Linked DNA regions of Mus musculus: region 1 is linked to region 2. The links are chromatin contacts, called in public HiChIP or PLAC-seq maps. All regions are on one chromosome and are shown on one strand. Each heading gives the region's core, a stretch centred on a gene start, on an enhancer-like site or on the middle of the called end of the contact. The rest is flanking DNA. Distances are from core to core; before and after follow the strand shown. Region 1 holds the start of Gm35333 (a long non-coding RNA gene). Region 2 holds the start of Tut7 (terminal uridylyl transferase 7).

Evidence for each region. HiChIP or PLAC-seq counts read pairs in DNA pulled down with a chosen protein or histone mark.
Region 1: a contact with region 2 is called in a FOXA1 HiChIP or PLAC-seq map of pancreatic cancer cells. The contact joins the enhancer-like site here to the promoter of Tut7 in region 2. A contact is called at or near these places in 3 of 39 promoter capture datasets (cranial neural crest, maxillary cranial neural crest and second pharyngeal arch cranial neural crest) and 5 of 115 datasets of contacts at active chromatin or transcription factors (craniofacial prominence, embryonic midbrain, kidney and 2 more).

What each region holds. Positions count from the first base shown.
Region 1 is chr13:60,427,524-60,435,046 of GRCm38.p6, forward strand. Gm35333 (a long non-coding RNA gene) reads right to left here and starts at 7,237. Exons shown (of 4, transcript XR_873552.2): 1 at 7,024-7,237. Within about 2 kb of position 4,123, at least 31 of the 459 cell types and tissues checked have an H3K27ac peak or open chromatin away from gene starts, as enhancers often do. A contact at or near this core is called in pancreatic cancer cells, where this site is marked.
Region 2 is chr13:59,821,216-59,828,324 of GRCm38.p6, forward strand. Tut7 (terminal uridylyl transferase 7) reads right to left here and starts at 1,895. Exons shown (of 27, transcript NM_001373962.1): 1 at 1,418-1,895; 2 at 345-895. The coding sequence starts at 864.

The DNA of each region.
Region 1 (7,523 bases), core at 2,873-5,372, 610 kb after region 2:
CAGCGGCCGTGAGGGAAGATGCACCTGAACACAGATAGGCAGGACTGCCCGAATCTGGGAAAGCAAAGGCTCTGTGAGCCAGGCATAGTATGAGGCACAGCTGGCAGGTACAGACTCAAGCAGGTCCTGAAGATTTGAGACTTCAGGCGTCTCTGGCAGCTAAGGAGTGAGGTCGCTTTTCTGTGTTTGCGGACCAAGTGTAAGATGCTGACCATCAAGGCTGCTGAAAGGGAAAAGCGAATTATTCCATGCAAGCAGAAACAAAAGCAGCACGGAGCTTCGCAACTCAAGCCCCATAAAACAGGACGTGGCCGTGGTTAGTAAGCCTCGGGGGAATCACTGAGGGGTGAGTCCACCGCAGAAGAATGCAGGCAGCAGCCCGAGGCACCTCTAAAGCCAAAGGAAACAAAAACCTAAGGGTTAATTTGTACAGACAGGGAGGAAAGGCCATCAGACAAGCCTATCAGGGGCTCTCTCGAGCCCTGGTGGTTTAGGGACAGCAGCTGAAAGAAATGCCACCTTTTGTTTTGCTCTCAGGATAAATGGAGGAATGAGGCAATTCCCATGTCAGATCCAGGGTTAGATCTTAGTAGGAGTGAAGTCTTCCAGCAATGACTGCCAGCACCCAGCTTGTTTGCTGCTGGTGGTGTTTGGTTGCGCAAATCGTAGGTTTTCATGCACCAGTTGAAGAAAACTAATGACTGACCACAACTCATGTTTCAACTTGTCATGCTTCAGCAGGTCAGTGCATGTGAGTCAAAAGTGGCCACTGGTTCTCCGGAACAAACAAGGCCAGGTGTCCCCTAGGGCCAAGACAGGAACAATGGTATGATCCAAGTGGATGTGGGAGCCTCATGGACTTCCGTAGCCTGGGCTCTACACCCCTAACCTCTCAGAAGTCAGAACCAGGTTAGGAACAGGCTGCTTAATATGTACAGCACAAATAGAGTGCTAAGATAATTGGGGGGTGGGGGGCGGCTACCAGAGTAGGTCAATAGAGTATTTTAAGAGCAGATAGTAGACCATTAAGCTTCCCTGTCTTTGACACAGATTGCCAATGCTGTTCATACTGACATCTAAGTATCTCCTCCCTCTCTCCTTACCACTCTCTCTCCCTTCCTCCTTCCCTCTCTCCTTCTTTCCTTCCCTCCTTTTCTCTCTCCTTCCTGCCCTTTCTCCCTCCCTCCCTTACTCTCTCCTCCCCTCCTGCCTTCCCTCCCTCTCTCCTGTCTTCCCTAACTTCCTCCCTTCTTCCCTCCCTCTCTCCCTCCCTCTCTCCTGTCTTCCTTCCCTTTCTCCCTCCTTCCCTCCTCTTCCTCCCTCTCTCCTGCCTTCCCTCTCTTTCTCCCCCCTCCTTCTCTACCTCCCTCCCTCTCTCCACCTCTCCCTCCTTCTTTCCTGCCTTCCCTCTTTCCCTCTTCCTCTCTCTTTCCCACCCTCCCTCCCTCCTTTCCTTTCTTCATTGCTTCTGAGGCTGCCTTACTCTTTACACCACTGTCTTCAGTTCTAGTACCTTTTTGAGATAATTATATAAAAATGTTAAAGGTTGGAGACCCATTCATTTTTATTAAATAATTGTATTAATTCTTAGACAATTTCATACATGTATATAATGAATTTTGATCATATTCATACCTACTTCTCTTATTCTGCCTCCTGTCCCCTTTCTTCTTACCAAGAAGTTTTCCTCCTACATTCATTCTCTTTTTAAAAACTTTTTTTAAAAAATCTATTGTATGTGTATGGATGTTGTGCCTGAATGTACAACTAGGCGCCATATTCACTCAGTGTCTGTGGAGGCCAGAAGAGGGCGCTGGATGCCTTAGAACTGGAGTTACAGACAATTGTGAACTATCATGTGGGGCACTGGGCTATGCACATCATGTGAGTGCTGGCTGTCAAGCATGATCCTCTGGAAGAGCAGCCAGTGCTCTTAACTGATGGGCCATCTTTGTTGCACCCTTTAAGAATAGCCTATTGAATTTCATTAGCGCTGCTTGCATGGACTTGCATATGGGGTTTTTGGCTGGGACATGAACAACTTAACCAATGAAGAGATATGGCTTCCTCTCTCCAGCAATAACTCCTCAGCTAGAGGTGGGCCGCCATGAGTCCCTCTACCACTCATACTGGAAGGTTGACAGGCTCAGTCTTGTGTAGGTGACAGAGCCACTTTGAATTCAAGAGTGCAGTGGCCATGTTGTGTGCAGAAGTCAGACTCAGAGACCTCCTGTCTCCCAGCTCTTAGGTTCTTTCTGAAATACTTCCTTTACAAGGATTGCATTTGCTTCTGTCATATGGCATTTTCCCTCTGGACCCTTTAGAACTGTGAGATGCAGCGCATTCTCAGACGCTGAGCAGCAGCTGACCATGCCTGATCTCGTCCATGAAATGGGCAACCAAGTCTGCTCACTTGCTGCAAAGCTATTCTGCTAACCCAGACTTGCATCTGTGCAAGAACCTTGACTGCAAGGACAATTAGGACCCCCGTTTGAAGGTTCCCTCAGATGAGCACTTCTCAAGCTCTAACTATGGTGAGCATAAAATTTAATCTCCATGCAAAGAGCTTGGAAGGGGGGATAGGGGGGAGGGTGTCCTTGTCAGGATGCTCTGTCATGGCAGACCACCACAGGCTGAGTAACCCTAAAGTTGCAAGTTTGTCTGGCTCACAGCTCTGGAGGCTGGGCAGAGGTCACGAGCCACATCTGGCGAGGCGGTCCTTTTCCTTCTTTCCTTGACAATGGGAATCACATGGTGCAAGCCTTCCCACCATGGAGAAGACTGAAGTTGCTTTGCAACAAACCCACTCCCACAAACAGCGTTGACCCATTTCTGAGGCCAGACACTTGATCTCCATATTTCCCTAAAGGTCCCACCTCTGGACACAGTTGGATTGAGGAATAAGTGTCCACACACGACAGAGAGCAGAAGGGATTATTTCATCTGAGTTGGGTCTACAACACTTTCTAAATATTTGAAAGGCTTCAATGAATTTAATCAGTGAATTATCATCAAATAAAGCTGATTACTGCTATTCTAGGCACAGTAATCAAATCAATCCCAAGACCAATGTAAAGGTACGAAGACAACACTGCTCTACACAGGAGACCAGAATGTCACGTGCTTGGGAAAGCAAGTCCAGAAAGGACAGGTATAGAGCAGAATTTACACACTCTCCCTAAGGCGAGATAGAAGGTCCAAAAGTCAGCATATCCTTGAAACTAATCTTGTCTAAGACTGCCATTCAATGCCATGGAATCACATGAGTTTTGCTACATACTCTGTCCTGGAATGGAGTCCCTAGGCTGATTGTTTTTGACATAAAGAAGACACACTTCATCCATGGATTTAGTCAAAACAGGCTGTCACAGTACATAGCCCCTCAGGGTCCACCATGGTCACTGCTGGTCATTGAACAGAGAGCACCAGGCAGGGGATGGACAGCTTGGATGTCCAACAGGACACTGCCACTTCTCACGGGTTCCAGGACAGTGAAGAGGGCACCCGGAATCCTCTCTGATGAGCACAGGAGAAAAGCAGACCCAGTCTGACCAAGAATGCCTTCTGAAGGGTGTGCTGCTGTGGTCTTTAACCTCAAGTGGATTGTCAACTTGGAGCTAATGAGACATCTCCACTGCTCTCCCCCATGGCTTGTGCATGAAGTCAGGAGGAGGACCCTTCTCCAGCACAAGGTCCAGTGATTACAGCTGTATACTCTCATTTCCTTGTGTGTCCTTAGCAGCACAAATGCAGGGGTAAAATCAGCCAGAAAAATCACAGTGACATCCTCCTTTGACCCCAAGTGGCCAAATGATGAACGTTTTGAAAACCATTTCATAGTCCTGACCCTGGGAAGATTTTTTTTTTCACTGTTCATGCCTTGCGGTCTGTTTGAACTTAAAGTCAGTTTACACTCTGGGGGAATGCATTTCTCCTCAGCTGTTTCTACATAGCTTCCTGGATGTGAAAACCACCATAGCTCGCAAACATGGCTGCTTTCGATCCTCTCATAAACAAATTCAGCAGCAATCATGGTGCTGTGGTCACCGTGGGACTTGGTGTTGCTCAAGCACCGCTTCAGCCGTTTGTTCTGTAGAGTCTGATTATAACGTTTCATCCCAGATCTGGTGAGCAAGCAGACACTCATCTGCTGGCCCCCTGCCTGCGGGCTTTCCCCTTTACCCCCATATGCGTATGACACATCATGACAAACTCAGGGTTAGAATGGTAAGGTCAATAATGGCCTGAGACCTTCCATAATATAAAAGTGAGTTATTTGAAAACATGTCTGTGTCTAAGATTATATTCAGGGAGTCTTTCCTGAATAATTTTAGTGGACCTAAATTGCAGCCATGGGGATCCTTAAAAGAGGGAAGCAAAGAGAAATTTGACAAAGACAAGAAGTGAGATGGTAATAGGAACAGGGATGCTGAACGTTGTGTGTGCAGGAGCTACAAATCACAGTGGGAAGTGACTCAGTGCTATAAGCAAGAAGAGTGTTCACGTCTGGCTCCTTCAGGAAGGACCGATGTCCTCCCACAACACCCTGACTCTGAACTTCTGTTTTCCAAAACTGTAAGAGAATAAAGTTTTGATATGTTAAGGTATCTTGGTTGTTACAGCAGCCAATGGAAACTCATACACTAGAATCAGTCTATTAGCATGTCAGCTTCCCATAGTCACCACGACAGAACCAGGCTTGTGCCTCTCAGCTTGGGAATCTCTGTGACAATGCTGAGAAAGGTCTGACCTGTGCCACTTTGACCTCTTCTGATCGCACAAAAGGAAAGCGAAAGCTCACAGTGGACATTGAGACGTGAATTCCAGTGTTCCAGGGTAGGCTCCCTGCATTGCGCTCTACCTTCTCATCCAAGTGACACACCAGGTGGGATGTCCTCCTACCTCTTAACAGCCACAAGGACTTACTCTATTTTAACTGGGTGTACTGGCTGGTTTTGTGTGTCAACTTGACACAAGCTGGAGTTACCACAGAGAAAGGAGCCTCTCCTGAGGAAATGCCTCCACGAGATCCAGCTGTAAGGCATTTTGTCAATTAGTGATCAATGGGGGCGGGCCCAGCCCATTGTGGGTGGTGTCATCTCTGGGCTGGTGGTTCTATAAGAAAGCAAGATGAGCAAGCCAGGGGAAACAAGCCAGTAAGTAACATCCTTCCATGGCCTCTGCATCAGCTCCTACTTCCTGACCTGCTTGAGTTCCAGTTCTGACTTCCTTTGGTGATGAGCAGCAGTATGGAAGTGTAAGCTGAATAAACCTTTTCTTCCCCAACTTGCTTCTTGGTCATGATGTTTGTGCAGGAATAGAAACCCTGACTAAGACAAAAATGAATTTAGTTCGTTTTTCTGGACATCAATTTCATCTCTGCAAATAGAGTTCATAAAACATCTGCATGGTGCAGAAGAGAAAGGGGAGACAGGAAGTCTGCATCAAAAGTTCTGTAATAGATTCTTTCTACCCAGATAAAATCTCTTCCTAATTTTTCAGTCTCTTGTCACCTGCACAACTGAAACATGGCTGTTTTCTCTCAGAAATGAATTCTATAAAAAAGAGCTGGAGGGAGCCAAAGAGAGATTGCCACAATTAAGAGCAGGGGGAGATGGCTCAACTGTTAAGAGCATCTGACACTCTTACAGAGGACCCAAGTTAAGTTCCCAGTGCCCACACACCTTGGCAACCTGTGGCCACAGTTCTTGAGGATCTGACACCCTCTTCTGGCACCTGAAGGTACAGCATGCACATACATGGTGCATATAAATGAGTGCAAGGTAAAACACTCATACACATATAATAAAATAAATCTTTAAAATATAAAAATAAAGAGAGCTGGCAGTCAGAGAATCCCCTACGAGCTTTTTGTTTTAACCTGCACAGCCTAAGTTTAGTCACAGCATTTCTTTTTAGAGGTAATTTTCAACTCCAGGAAACTCTAGGATAAAATGTAGGTAACACAATCCAATTATAAAAAAATATTTATTATAAATTTAATAAGAAATGCCATCAGTTTTCAAAATTTAAGTAAATTAAGGAAAAAAGAGAAATATTATATATTTTTTCCAAAACTGTAAGAGAATATATATATGCATATATATACATATAATGTGTATGTTTGTATATATGTGTGTATGTGTGTGTGTATTTCAACTTTACATTGCATTCTGTGCAACTCTATAAAAGGAAAAATGTTATTTGAGGGTCTTATTTATGCTTCATAGCTTCAGGCATTTAAAAAATATCATTAACATAAGCCAGGTTGAAACAAAATGGCAGTTTCTAAAGTCTAAATTAAATTGGTTGCTATCCAAGACTTTTTGCATTAAGAGATGCCAGGAAATAAAATGGATCATTAATCATTTTCTGCAGGTATTTGGAGTCTCTATAAACTCAGAGATGAAAGTGGTTAGGGACCAGTATGCAGGGGCTCACTCAAATGGAAGAGCCAAATATAGGGGTCAGGGAGAGGCATGGAGTGCCAAAAAACTAGCCAAGAGTCTGGGGCAGTCCCTGATTGGGAGAGCAGTGCCTCACTGGGCTTGTGGGTCATTGTCTATAAAACAAGGAGTCAGACTAAAGTTGTTCTGAATCCAGATGATCAAGAATGACCAAGGAGAACAGTGGTCCAAAGTGAACAAGCAGATGGAAGAACATTTACAGAGTTCTCATGTCTGAGGACCAGAATGTGAGGTATCAAACTTGGAACTAGGAACATCTCACCTCACCGCTGTAGAGAGAAGGTCAAGGCCTATGCTGCATAAGACACAGTGAATGTCTGAATTAATCCATTCTGGTCTTCTGGGGGAAAAAAAAATCTGCTGTGTAGCCTGGAAGAGGAGTCCTTTCTAATGCAAGGACTTAGCTCGTTGTAGCTCTCCCCAGGGGACAGGAAACCTCTGATTCTAGCCCAGCTCCCACTCCCTCCATTCTCTATGCCAGACTCAGAACCACATCGCCTCCCACCTCCTTTGGCCTCTTCACATACCATTTCTCTCAGGCACACACAAAACTCACCCTCTCCAGAAGCCATCACCCTTCCCTGGGAGAAATCCCTTGTTAGCAATGCACAGCACACACTCCTCCCCTCCTCCATATTCCTCTCTCAGGACGAGGAAGTCTACCTTCTCCTCTGAGTGCTAACATCTGTGACTTCCACCTTCTTACCAGCTGTAAGAAAGCAGGGCTCAGTTGGGTTTTGCTTTGTCCCGGAATACTCAAACCTTAGCATGGGGACTAAACTTCCTATTTACGTATCCAAGTCTCTAAACTATCCCAAGAAAGAGTTTTTTTCAACCGCACTATTATGGGTAATGAGGGAAGAGTTCCTTAAAAGGTGATCTCATCTAACTATAAACCAGGCTCCTTTCAATTAATCATATCAGAAAACTGGCAAGGAAGGCTTCCCTAAGATGTACTCCCTTCGAGCAATGGGAGCTTGCCGCTGCCCTGACTCTTTATACTCCCTCTTTCCAAACAGAATGTTTTAATTTGGAGAAAATAATGAACCTCAAGAG
Region 2 (7,109 bases), core at 645-3,144:
ATGTGCATGTTGAACCTATTTTAAAATTAAAATCATGTACACAAAAATAATGCCGACTATGGAAATTAGAGTATGATCTCTGAGGTTAAGTGGCCACCCTCCTCCTCTCCCATAAGGTGTTTACTAAAGTAAAATGAGCCTGGCTTTTCTGCTTAGTTTTTAGGGGACAGTACTGCACCTGCCTTGGAGCTTGTGATGGTCCAATGCATGAAATATGTTGAGGCTGCGCAATTATACTGCAAACACTAACACACTCACATTAAAGGGCTCATGACTGAAAAGAACAACACTTATTTGGATGAAGAAAATAGCACAGACACACAGTCTAGAGACTTGAGGCATACCAGGACTTCCTGCTTCCATTTCTGACATGGCTTCTAGGCTGCTGAGGTCTTTCTGAAACAGCCTTCTCACAGCTCTGCAGCCTCTCCCCTCCTGCCACCTGTAGGCATCGTCACTTTCCTGAAAGGATTCCTTCCTTGAGCGGCTTATGACAGGAATCCTAGGTCCGGGCTTGAACTCTCTCCAGCTGTCTGCATTACCAGCGAGTTCATCAGATAGCCATTTTTTATTTTGATCTTTGTGGTTATCATTCATCCAAGCAGGCTGACTGTAAATTGGGTTTTTAAATGCATATGGATTGCTGGAAACCCCATACAGTCCTTTCCTGGGGGTGTTCCCATAGTTCCCGGGTGATATCTTCTTTTTTGGAAGGCCCTTTTCCATTTTACTGCTATGGCCTTTAGCATAATCATCCATTATTAAATAATCTTGTTGGGGATGGCCCCTTCTGAAATCATCATCATCAATAATTCCACGGTCTTTAGTGCGCTTCACAAAGTAAGGTTTTGCTGTATCTCCCATGGTCTTTGACTTCAACTTTCTTACTTTGTACCTGAAAGAAGGCATTGGGGGAGGGGGGAACAAAACAAAATTGTAAAATAATATCATACCAAATACTCAAAGTAACACACGGGTGCCCTGAAGCCTTTATCTTCCCCCATTTAAAAATTAAATTGTTACCACATTCCTAATAATTAATGCATTCCAGAAGTTACAGTGTTCATAAAAACTGGTCCTTATTTAATACAAAGACTAAATCTGAAGACACTTCTATAGTCTCAGAAACTAAAGAAGTAACTTCTATGTAACGAAAGCACCTCTCTTCAAAGTAAACATCCTAAGTCAACACTGTTACAAAACTCCCAAATCTATTTCTTTTTTTTAAAGTTGGCAATTACTTTTAGGTATCAAAGTAGCCGAAACTATGTGAGCAGATTTCAGTTTCGATCAGCCCCCACTCTAAGCTTCGCTTTTCAACCCGGCGCGACCGCTGGGCGAAGGGACAGCACTTCCCACTAAGGTACCGCTCTAAGGGTCCAGGCTTCCGACCAAGGGACAACGCCAGCTGACTTACCCGACTTCTCAGTCCCCAGCCCCAGACAAGTCCAGTTTCGTCACCAACCACAATCCTCCGCAGGATGACACTCCTTTTCCTTCCCCATTCGGCTGCCCCACCCCTGTGTGCCTCAGTTTCCACCAGCGGAGTCCCCAGGCGAAGGAGGAGGCGGTTCCGCGCTACTGGCCACGAAGCCGCCGTGGGGAATAGGAAGCAGGAAGCGCCCGGCCATTGACAGGGTTCCGGGGTTCCCCGGACCAGGGCCGGAGCCCCGACACAAAGTGAAGACGCGGACTCGAACCCGAGGGCTCCGGGCGCACAGCCGGGCCGAGGCGGCCGGAGAAGGACGGCGCCAACGTACCTCGGGGCCGGGCAGATACGCTTCTGGGGGCGGGGGGAACCCACGGGCCCAGCCCGGAGGCGAGTCCCGGAGGGACGCGACGAGACGGCGCCCCGGAGCACTCACCAGCGCCGCTGCGGTCCCCCGCCGCTTCCTGTCCGGGCCCGGCTCCTCACCGTGTTTTCCTTCAGCCCCACTTCCGGCGCTCAGCGCCGTCTCATTGTGCGCGATTGGAAGACTGCGGTGTCCCCGCCCCGCGCTCCGCGGCTGGCCGGAAGCGCGCACCGGAAGCGCGCGCCGCCCAGGTTCCTCCCAGCGCCGGGGGCGCGCCGCGGGTGCGGGCGCAGAGGTCCGGGGTTGCTCCCTAGCTACCTGCGAGATCCGTCGCCCAGTGCTTTCGGGTTCCCCCGACGCCCCTCTGTGGCTGCTCGGGAAGCTGGGTCTTTTTATAATTCCGAGTGGCTCCAAGTTTCAGTGAGGGCCTTGTGAACGACCTTGAAGGAAGTTCAGCGGCCTAAACCTCTGGATTAAGCTCGACCTGGGGGTAGAAAGAGATTCAACTTTTTTTTTTCTTTAAGAACTAGCAAACAGCCGGAGAGTGGTGGCACATGCCTTTAATCCCACTTGGAGGGAGGCAGATTTCTGAGTTCGAGGCCAGCCTGGTCTACAGAGTGAGTTCCAGGACAGCTACGTCTACACAGAGAAACCCTGTCTCAAAAAAACAAAAAACAAAAACTTAGCAAACAACACAGAGTTGCTTTTTTTTTTTCTAATTGAACATTCATTGTTATCTAAAGTGTCCTACATGCCTTGAAAGCCTCAAGCAACTAATGAATAGAAGTGCTGGAAAAAATAAGGCAGTTTTCATTTCTACCTCTACAAAGTATAAATTTAAATCCATTGGGTTCTTTAGCCAACAGTCTTAAAGTGAAGAATGCATACAGCCTTTGCTATTCCAAGAAACTGTCTTTAAAACTGTAAATAAATACTAACTCAATCCTACTAGTTCAGGAAGAAAGGAATACAATTGAAATTTAAAAAGCAAAAGAGACATAGCTAAATGGTTGATATTCTACAACCAACTTGTTTTGTCAGTTTCCTCTTGCTGTGTGGGTTTGGGGATTTCTGAGTTCAAGGCTAGCCTGGTCTACAGAGTGAGTTCCAAGACAGCCAGGGCTACACAGAGAAACCCTGTCTCGGAAAAAAAAAAAAGTATTTACATTCCAAATGCTGCATCCTGGTTCCCCCCTCCCCCTTCCTTTCCCCAGGACCCCTCCTTTCACCTCTGAGAGGGTGTCCCCCCCCCACTTCATTGCCCAACCCTGGTATCATAAGGCACATCCTCTCCCACTGAGGCCAGACAAGCCTTCCCAGAAAGCCATCTTTCTCTAGGGTCCCACAGCTAGTAGCTGTTCTGAATATAACTTGAGAGTTCCTGTCACTGACAGTAAAAGTTCCATGTATCAGACTCTGACCACCAAGCAATGTAGACGTATTAAGAGAATGAGGGGGCTGAGGGAATGGGTGAGAAGATTTGCTACTTTTACAGAGGAGCAAATTTCACTTCCCATCACCCAAGGTGGTTGCTCACAGCTGTCTATAACTGGTCTCCTAGGGGATCTGACACGAGTGGACTCCACCAGCACCTGCATGCCCACACACAGACACACACACACACAAGGACACACACACACCCTTCAGAAAGGACGAAGGTACATTAGAAAGTACTCTAGGGGAAAAACCAATGGCAAAGCTTGGCCCTTAAGGAGACCTGATTGAAATCCAAACCTTCACCAGCGGGAAGCATGTGTTCTTAGCAGCTCTGTGTGACTTGAAACATACTCTTAAAACATTTGTGATAGCCTCTTATGTAGATGTCTTTTGTTCTGAAAATTCATCGGAGCCAAACTAATAATCTGTTTGCCAGGCAGACAGTGGCATTTCATCGAGTCCAAAGGGAGCTGACGATGCATCATTATATTTATGATGGGCCAAAGCCGCGTCACCACACCCAGGTGAGTAATCTCTGAAGTCCTGGCTTAGGTAAGTCCTTGGTTCCTAGAACCCTAGAGGAAGTACACAGCACACACTGTTCTAAGGATTTAGAATATTTTATATGCATTCTCTTCAATATATATCCGTAGTCTTTTCCTATTTTAAATAGTTGCTCTTAAGGTTCATGTTGAGTGCTGGAGATATGGCTCAGTTGTTTTTGAGAATTTATTACTCTTGCCCCAACATACTAGTTCACTACTGATCATAATTTCAGTTCCAGGGGTTCCATGGCCCTCTTCTGACCTCTATGGGGCAACAGATACACATGTGTATAGACAATATGTTAGCAAAACACTCATACACATTAAAAATAAATCCCAAATAGAGAGAGATATGCATCTTCAGGGGCTGTAGAAGTGACTCAGTGGTTAAGAGCAGTGGCTGCTCTTGCAGAAGACTCAAGTTCAGTTCTAGTCATCCATTTTAGGTTGCTTAGAACCACCTGTCACTCCAGCTCCAGGAGGATACAAATGCTTCTGGCTACTTAGGGCAACTGTACTCACACACACACATGCACACACATAATAAAAATAAGAAATGTTTGAAATATTATTCATTTGAGGATGCAGCTCATTTGGAAGAATGCTTTGGATTCCCTCTCCAGGACTGAAAAAAAATCATACTGAGGACCTAGTACTAATAAAAAAACTACTGACTGCAAAATAAACCTGTCAGAATATATTGGAGATTTATATTGGTCATGAAAATTCTATTGCAGTTGAAACGTTTGCTTTGGATTTGCTTGGAAGTCCTTAAGAGGAAGACAGCTTCTTAAAATGTCTGTGGCATTGCTTCAGTAACCTGGAGCACAAACATGGGGACAGGAGGCAATAGATGTTGCAGACTCGAGACACTGCTCTTCATGTTACAATGTATCTTCTGTAGGGGATAGAAGTTGTTACCAGGTTACATTTGTAACAAACTCTATCCTTTGTTCTGTAGGTCGGAGAAATCAGAAGTCTGTAAAGTAAAATTGTCCTCATAGTTTTATCAGCTAAGTGTTTTTCTCTTTCTCTCAATGCTTTTCTTTGTCCACTTTGTTAGTAAGTTATTTTGACTCTTTCTTTAAATACTCCTGAGAAAAGAAAGAAAGATAAACATGTCCAAAGTCCAGTGACTTCTTACCACTTCTCTAGGCTGCAACTTGGTGCCAGCTGCCAATCAGCCTGGCTTGGCTGGCTTGCCACAGTCAGTAGCTTCCAGAGAGTTAAGCTTGTCTTAAGTTCTTGTTGCTTCTAAGGGTGAACACAGGTTCTTAAAGTGTGCACACAACTTTGTTTACCTTCAGACACACATTTACTATTTTTCCTGAAGGTAAAACTTGACATGTATTGGATCTTTGGTTCCTGCCTTCTTTTGCTTTTCTTTACAAGCTGATAAGATGAAAGCAGGTAAAAAGGTCAAAAGAGTTTTATTCCAAGTTGGTCACAGAGAGATTAAGATGTGTTAAGCCAGGTTTCATGGTGCATTCCTATATAGTCAGAAAGCTGAGGCAGGAGAATTCTGTGAGCTTGAGGACATCCTGGGTACACACACACACTCACACACATACACACGGGGGGGGGGGGGGAGGAGGAAGGGGGAGGGGGAGAGAAGTGTAATTCCAGTGCTTGAGGCAGGAGGATTACCACAAGTTCAGGACTGTTTGGTCTATATAGCAAGTATCAGGATATGCAGGACTTTATATCAAGATCCTATCTCAAAAGAAAAGAAAGTTTTAAAAAGGGATTTGACTGTTAATGTGGATTATAATCTTGCTTGAGAGGTTCAAAGAAGAGTGCAGGCTTATAGAAGAAAGGAAACAGCTAAACTCAAAAGTCTTATGGATTTTGACCTTAAGTGGCTCTCTGGTGTTCAGAACTATTTTGTTGTTGTTGTTGTTGTTGTTGTGAGTTGCATTACAGTTACTGACTTTCAGCTGACAAGTAAGATGTTTCTTTCTCATGTTCTACAATTTCCCATCTTTCTCTGCTGTTTCAATCTTCCTTTGGATATGTATGTCATATCCTCTTTGTCTTTTTTATTTCTGCTCAAAGGTCATGTTCCATCGCAGCCCCCTCTGAACCCCATTTACTCTTTCTTCCCCATCCTCTCCTCTCCTTTGTTGTGCTGGGAGGTGCAGAAGTCAGGCAGGCCAGCATTCTTATCACCTAGCTACACTCTAAGCCCATTTATTGTTTGTTTGTCTTGAGACAGGGTCACACTCTAGCTCAGGCTGGCCTGGGACTCACTGTGGTAGCCCAGGAGGGCCTCAAACTCCCAGCAGTTTTCCTGCCTCCAGCCTCCTGAGTACTGAGGCTGGGGCTTGGGATCAAGCCAGAAGTGAGCTATCTGTGAGAGAGCAAGGTCTGACCCAGCAGCTGCTTCTTCCCTTGTCTCTCTCCATCCTTACCGTGTTTCTCTCTTGTAGCACTCCGGAAGTGTACCAGATTCTTCAGTTACTCATCACAATTACTTGCTGTCACAGTCCTCCAATACAAGTTTATTTTTGAACTTTTAAAAATTGAAAATACATGCTTCGCTTATCCAACCTCAGTAACAGCCCACCCCACCTCCACCCCCTGCTTCCAGTCCTCCTAGCTCCTTGCCACCTCCCCTCTAACCCAGATCCATTTCCCCTGTTCCCTCTTCAGAAAAGAGAAGCAGGTCTCCAAGAGATGACAGCCAGACAGGACAAAACAAGATACAATAATACAAGACATAAGCCATCATATCAAGGCTAGATAAACAACCAAATAGAAGGAAAAGTCCCAAGAGCTGGCAAAAGAGTCAAAGACACACTCACTCCCACTGTGAGGAGACTCACAAGAACACCAAGCTAACAGCCATAGCATATATTCATGTAGAAGACCTGGTGTATACCCATGTATACCCCGTGCTTGCTGATTCATCCTCTGTGAGCCTGTGTGAGCCCTGCTTGGTTGACTCAGTGGGTCATGTTCTCCTGGTGTCCTGCATCCCCTTTGACTCCTACCATCTTTTCCCCTGCTTCCACATGGTTCCCCGATCTCTGAGGGGAGAGACCCAATGGAGACCTCCAATCTACACACTTTCTTTGTATAATGTGGGGCTGTGAGTCTCTTTACCCACTCCCATCTGCTGCCAGTGGAGGCCTCTTGACAACTGGACAGAGCACCGACCTATGAGTATAGCAGAATATCATTAGGAATCATTTCATTGACTCTTTCCAGTTGTGATTGGTTCTTCTACCTTAAGTCTCTGAGCTATCCAGTCTCTTCCTCCTGCCATCCAGGCAGTATAGGACATGGGTTCCCTCTCAGGGACTGGGCCTCAAATTAAACCAAACATTGGTTG